Regions from separate parts of the Zea mays genome. Here region 1 is linked to region 2. A link is a contact called in public Hi-C data. All regions are on one chromosome and are shown on one strand. The core of a region is the stretch at or near the end of the contact, and the rest is flanking DNA. Distances in the headings are between cores, read along the strand shown.

Region 1 (3,313 bases), core at 250-2,749, 270 kb after region 2:
CGGGGTTGGTCTCAGGCGAGTCGTGATAACTCTGTTGTTTTAGGAAAACAGAAACACACATTAGATTTATGCTCTTCGATCATGGTGTTGACATTTCATACTTTTATCTAGAAGCAGTAAAAGGGTTAAATGACTGCTTGGAGCCATTGACTAATGCTTACAACAGTAAAAGGCTTAGAACTGAATGCTTAGACATGAGATTAGATGAATTGGATAGGTAGGTGGTGTGAACTATTTCGGTACTTCAAAATTTTAATAAAGTTAAATCAATGTATTCTTCGGTTACAGCAAAATATTTCTATGCATACTCCTGACTGAACACCAATAACTACTTGTTTTGATTCTCAATAAGATTAGTACATAATAGATAAATCAAATCGAACATCTTGCATCACTATGGAAGAGTTGGAATGCTTACTTTGGAATCAATGTTCATTGCTTATTCTGAATCTGATACTGATGCAACCATAGAAATTGAAGATGTCCCCACGGCGGGTGCGTGGAGGATGGTGGCGTGGTGATTGTATCGCATATGGTACCCCTTTCTCTTTCTTTAATAGTAGTCGTGGCGTGGTGGCAAGGATGGAAGGTAGATCCCGGGCGCGGGGAAGAGAATGGAAGGGGAATATAGATGGAATGCGAGGACCGGCATTTGGAACGCGGGTTGGGGGCGCAAATTTTGGGGGGATCCTGTGGAAGGCGAGATCGGCGTGGTGGCGAGGATTGAAGGTAGCGCGGGGTCAAGGGTGGGGCCGAACCGATGGCGAGGAAGTAGCGATTGCCATCTGAAGATCCACTGGTCCAAGGATGGAAGGTCGTGCATTCCACAGGAGCCCCCTCCCCCAAATCAGCGCCCGTGAGGGCGAGGAAGGAGCGCAGTCTGCGGCGTGGAGGCGAAGCCCGATGTGGTGGTGACGAAGGAAGGTGGCGGGTTGACGGGGGCACGGTAGGAAGGTGGAGATTGAGGTGGCGTGGTAGACTTGTAACGAGGAGCGACATGCTGGGGACGAAGGAAAGGATAGGATTGACCGGTGTTCGGTGGGAGCTCAGTATACACTGTAGACGCCTACACTGTGTTCTTATACCTCATGTTTGGTTGCTAGCATCCTCCACGCCTGACTGAGGCAGACCTACATCGGTTGAGATGGAGGATTCTTACTTCCCCACGCATGCAAGCCAATGAGGGTAAAAAAGTCATGATCGTGCACCTGCCCAAGTGCGGTCAACGCATGCACGAGGTCTAGGCACGGAGGCCCAACCAACCAATCATACAGATATAGTACCACTCCGTTCATAAATATATGACACCGTTGACTTTTTAAAATTTTTTGACCACTCATCTTATTCAAAAAAAGTTATCATTTATTTTTTTGATTTGTTTTATTATTTAAGGTAGTTTATGTTTGACTTAAAATTTTATATTTTTGAATAAATATTTTGAATAAAGTTTTTGAAAAATATCAAAGTTGTCATGTACTTGTGAACTGAGTGAACACGTCACCCTTGGTATTCTTCCAGCTTCCAGGCTCTACGCCGCTTCTAGCGCCCCGATACGCGGCGCCGGCGCAGGCGTGCAGCCATGGCGATGAGCTGGATCCGATCGGTTGTTAGGAGGGCCCTCATCGCTCCGAAGCCGCGGGGCTCCCGCCAGTTTACTGTCACCGCCGCCGGCGGCGGCGCGACGCAGACCGAAAGGGTGGCGGCGGAGATGGTCCGCTACGCCCTCGGCGGCGCCGTGCACCGGAGCTCGCCAGGTTCCCCCTTCGCCCCCTCTATTTGCGCTAGTGTGCATTAGGGTTTTGAGGACTCGCTCATGTGCCCTGGACCGCTGTCGCTGGTGTGCCAGAGGAGGCGATGCGGATACTGGAGCAAGGCGCCTCGAACCTGCAGGGAGGAGGCGAGGGCAGTGCCGAAGCTGTTGGGTTGCTCATGCTCGCTATGTCCACGCTGCTTTACCGGAGGTGCGGTGCGCTGCACCACTCATTTTTGTAAATGCGAACATTTCTTTTACAAATGTCGCGGACCCTCAAAGCTGCAATGTGGTGGATCCGGTTTGGGCCAATTGATCTTGATCTGGGCGGCTAGTTATAGAGTTTTAGCTTGGTATAGGTGAAGTAGTTAGGCATGTTTGGGCATATATGATAGTATGACACTAGAGTGCACTTGACAAAGCTGAGCAGATTGGAGGAGGTGTGCTTGTCTTGTGGGTGCATGCTCCCCTACTAGAGTGAATGTGTGCATATTGGAAATGTATTGGTGCATGATGATAGTACAGATGATACATCAACGTCGAATCTCATACCTTTTGCACTTCGGCTTTCAATCCAATAAAAAATTTGGCAGCTTTTGCTAACCCTGTGCCCTGTATCATGGTGGTTTTGGCTCTTCTTTTTGCTCAATTTGTCCTCTGACCTTAAGTTATTTAGATTTATATATCCGTGATATTTAGGAAGGATTTGGGCATAGCATACATTATATAAAGAACATAGGATGAGTGGATGTGTCTTCCAGAGACCAGAGTGCAAATTGGGATATTGTTTATGCATTAACTCATGAGGTAGTCTGAATCTGGAGGATAAACAAATGGAGAATATACCTTTTACAAACGTTTTACTTTAACATTACAACTTTCGAATATGATCAATATCTGTTGTGGATAATTACTACTTGTGGTATAATTAGGTTGAGCTACAGCCTACTAGTGATATATATAACCCTGAACTGGGTCCTTGAATTATTTTTCCAGTTAGATCATTCATCCTGAGCAGCGTTGAGTTATTTCAGTAAAATTATGAATTCTTCGTGCAGTGGAAGACGTCAAGACGCAGTGGAAAAGCTCAAAGCAACCCAACAAGTTGCCCCTTCTGCAGTTTTTAGAGGTTATTTTACAACTCTACTTTATATAAGGTTAATTCTATATATTGGGTGGCATCAATGCGTAGTGGAATTCTAAGACACGATAGCAATGGGAGGAGAGGCAAGAGAATGCCAGAGTTGACATGAGAAGATGCAGTAAAAGTAGACTTGAAGGGATGAGTTTATCCTTATATGAGTGCATGGAAAATAGAACATTGACTTGTGTTTTCTGTTGCTACCCCAACTTGCTTGGGACTAAAAGACTTTGATGTTGTTGTTGCTGTATATTGGGTGGGTTGTACAGACTGTAGACCGCTTATTGTTTGAACATCCAATGCAAATATATTATAATCCTACATTGCCTTATGTTTTTTTTGGTATTGGTGGTATAAATAAGAAACAAATGTTATAGTACTCAAGCGTTCTTATTTAGTAGATGACGATAGTTTGGGTTTCA
Region 2 (3,354 bases), core at 68-2,567:
AAAAACAGAAAAGAGCACTGTGCAACAGAGCTACCAATGGACAATGAAAAAATTGCAAATAAATATATTTTAGGACGAACAGGTTAGTACCCTAATATCATCAGCATCCAATGCAAACTAAATGATATCGACTGACAGATAACAAAGCTATATCACCCCAGAGAACAAACACGCATATCTACACCCCAATGTATGAATGCATTGTTCGACCAAACTTAGGCACAACATGATCATGAGTTTCAACCATATTAAAGACCCCCATTAAGCACATACAGCCTGTGTCTCAGTTAAAATCCAAGAAATAAAAAAGGCAAACCTGACAAGATCCTAGCTTCTAAGGCATGTGGACACCAAAGTGCTTCACAGGATTTGATTGAAGCCAGGCCAGATGGAGGTATTTATTACAACATTACAGAAGCTGAGCTAGGCCCTTTCACAGGGGTCCACCAACCCCGACGAAATACTATAGTTTCTTAACAAATCCTTTAGATATCTAGCTTAAAATTCTATCATTTTAGTGGAGCTGACCCCAACTTCATTACCGGCTAGCTTTGCCCAAACATTGGCAACAGGGAACACTGCCAAAAGAGGACTCCGCAACAACAGAAGCACTTGTGCAGAATCGTTTGGAACGGTTACCCAGTGTGAAAGCCCTAAATCCTTCTTCATGCCGTCACCGATACTTAGTGAACATAATCATCTTTCAAATCGTGATATGAAGCATGAACAACTTCAAAACGCTGAAAACTACGGATAACCCTATAACTCGCAAGGCAGCGAAATAAAGCCTACCGCGCAAATCAACACCTATATGACAGGGGGCAGGAGGATTCCGCTAAACCCCAAACAAAAAAAAAACGGAAAATGAACCTCTACTAGAGCACTGCATTACTCACGCAGGAAGCAAGCACATCCCCGACGAACTCTACGGATTCGATTGAAACCAACAATAAGATTAGAGCGGCAGCATCGAAGCGAATGATCCCACCACCGACAAAAACAATTTATCCGAGCAAAAAACGGGATTAGGTTTCCTTACCGCGCAGATAAGAAATCAATCCAAGCCTGGACGGATCCCCGCTGCACGCGAACCCACGAGATCCGGACGGCGACACGGAGGGGAGGCTATGGTTCGGGGCGGTTGGGGATAGCGGAGGGTGGTTTAGGATGCTTTCCCACCCGCCTATTCAAATGAAACTCAACTCCGGCGAGGGAGAGGAGGAATGAAAATGAGGCGGCTAGGGTTTATAGGAGGTGGGAGGCGGGCGGCCTGCTTGCGGGCGGGGTTTTGAGAAGTGACTGTGCCAGCGCCGGTGCCAGTATTCAAATTTCCATTTTCTTTTTTTATTGGAAAATTATTCTACGCGCTACTTCTGTGATTATGTGAAAAAACAAAACGTGGGATTTTTTAGAAAAAATAAATTATATTTCGAACTCTGGAAGAGTTTTGCACATAGCCATCAATTATTACAACGAAGTACTAAGTAGCTTTTATAGAGAAAAAAAACTAAGGGCTAGTTTGGGAACACTATTTTTTCAAGGGATTTCAATTTTTCTAAGAGAAATTAGTTCATTTTCCTTTGGGAAATTTGGAATTCCTCGCAAAAACGGTGTTCCCAAACTAGCCCTAAAGTAACAAAAAGATATGAGATAATTCAAAAGATTGATGGTCGTGAAAAAGGATTTTGGGCGCGAAGTACGCGAAGACAAAGAAGTTTGAGACTCGTAAAAAAATAACGATGTCCATATATCTTTTGTAAATCATGCGGGTAAACGTTATAGACATGTTTATAATTTCATGTTAAACTATTTATCTTTCCTATAAATAGTTGAACAGTGTCATGTATAAATTCATCTTTTAAGGGCCTTAAGCTTTATTTCGCTTAGCCTTCGAAGGAGGATGAAATAAATAATGCTAAGCATGAGGAGATGAGTTTCATACTTCATTGTCCATTATCATTTTGTTTAATATTGTTTTATTAGACCTTCGTCCTCAAGCTAACTGTTGGGGGTATGCTTCATAGCCGAAAATCCTAAAGAAAGAAACACCTTCGGCAGGTCCTCTCAAAAGCAGTGCCGAAGCTATCGCCTATAAAGCTTCGGCACAGTGACATGTCTCAAGACGAAGGGGTGAACCGACTTAAAGATGAAATGACCTAAAGACCCATGATATTCTGTGTCATTATTGTAGTTGATTGTAAAGGGCATAAATGTAATTATACACAGGCTGCGCCATGTGCCTATAAATAGGTGAACAGTACCCCTGTACTGTTCACGCAATCTTGTAATCGATGACACATTACGCTGGAATTATTGCTTTCTACCAAGGCGAAGGTATAAATGTACCTAAATATTATGTTTTATTTTTTAGATTTGTATAATAAAATATGTGAATAATCTTATGTGTTTTTGATATATCATTCTCTTATGTTTCATATTTTTTATATTCCATCCCACATTGTTTTATAACTCTAATCATGAAGGTATAACCTTCGTGATATCTTGCTCATGGCCTTCGTCCGAAGTTCATTAAATCCTTGGGGAGATAATGCTTCAGTGGATGAAGGGCATTAATATTTAACATTTTATGTTGCCTTGTTCTTAATTCGAAGCATTTGAGAACAAGTCCCCAACATTGGGGCCCACCTCCGGTGTACTCACTTCCATTTTTTGAGTTGATGGCTTCGTTCAACAACCAAGCTGGAGCTGCTTCGGCTACGAAGCTGGTACTCCCGATAACAGGCGGGTAATGCTCAGAGCCAGCCAACAAAAAGCAGAAGAAGGAGGCACAGAGAAGGGTACAACATGTCGGGGTGCAGGGACCCTTCATCAAGTCGAGATGGTCCCACATCCCAATTACCTTCTCCCAATAGGACCTTCAGCTCAAGGATTACCCTCACAATGATGCTATGGTTATTTCTTGCGTTATCAAAGGATTTCTGGTCCACAATGTTCTAGTTGATACAGGAAGTGCATCGGATATTATATTTGCTAAGGCCTTCAGACAGATGCAAGAGCCAGAGGATAAGATTCATGATGCTACACACCCTCTTTGTGGCTTCGGAGGAAGGCAGATTGTAGCGCTCGGCAAGATCACGATGTCAGTGACCTTCGGATTTGTCAACAATACAAGGACTGAGCAAGTTGTATTTGATATTGTCGACATGGAGTACCCCTACTAGGACTGGGTGTTTGGTTCTTCGGTTCGGTTCGGTTCGGTTCCTCGGTTCTTGTAGAAATTTGGTTCTTCAAAAACTAGAACCGAAATAGCGAGATAAAGAAACCAGAACCGACTAGTTCGGTTCTCGGTTCTTCGGTTCGGTTCCTCGGTTCTAACCGAAGTGTAACAGCCAC

The links. Hi-C and Micro-C count contacts between places; a contact is called where the count stands out from the background.
Region 1: a Hi-C map of ear shows a contact between it and region 2, with 2.7 times the contacts expected there. The contact joins the promoter of LOC100274920 here to the promoter of LOC103635758 in region 2. A contact is called at or near these places in 2 of 25 Hi-C or Micro-C datasets (ear and tassel).

The regions. Positions count from the first base shown.
Region 1 is chr8:118,667,534-118,670,846 of Zm-B73-REFERENCE-NAM-5.0, forward strand. It overlaps LOC100274920, which reads left to right and starts at 1,500. Exons shown (of 12, transcript NM_001152741.2): 1 at 1,500-1,754; 2 at 1,847-1,961; 3 at 2,809-2,879. The coding sequence starts at 1,580.
Region 2 is chr8:118,393,929-118,397,282 of Zm-B73-REFERENCE-NAM-5.0, forward strand. LOC103635758 (importin subunit beta-1) reads right to left here and starts at 1,318. Exons shown (of 3, transcript XM_008658136.3): 1 at 1,040-1,318.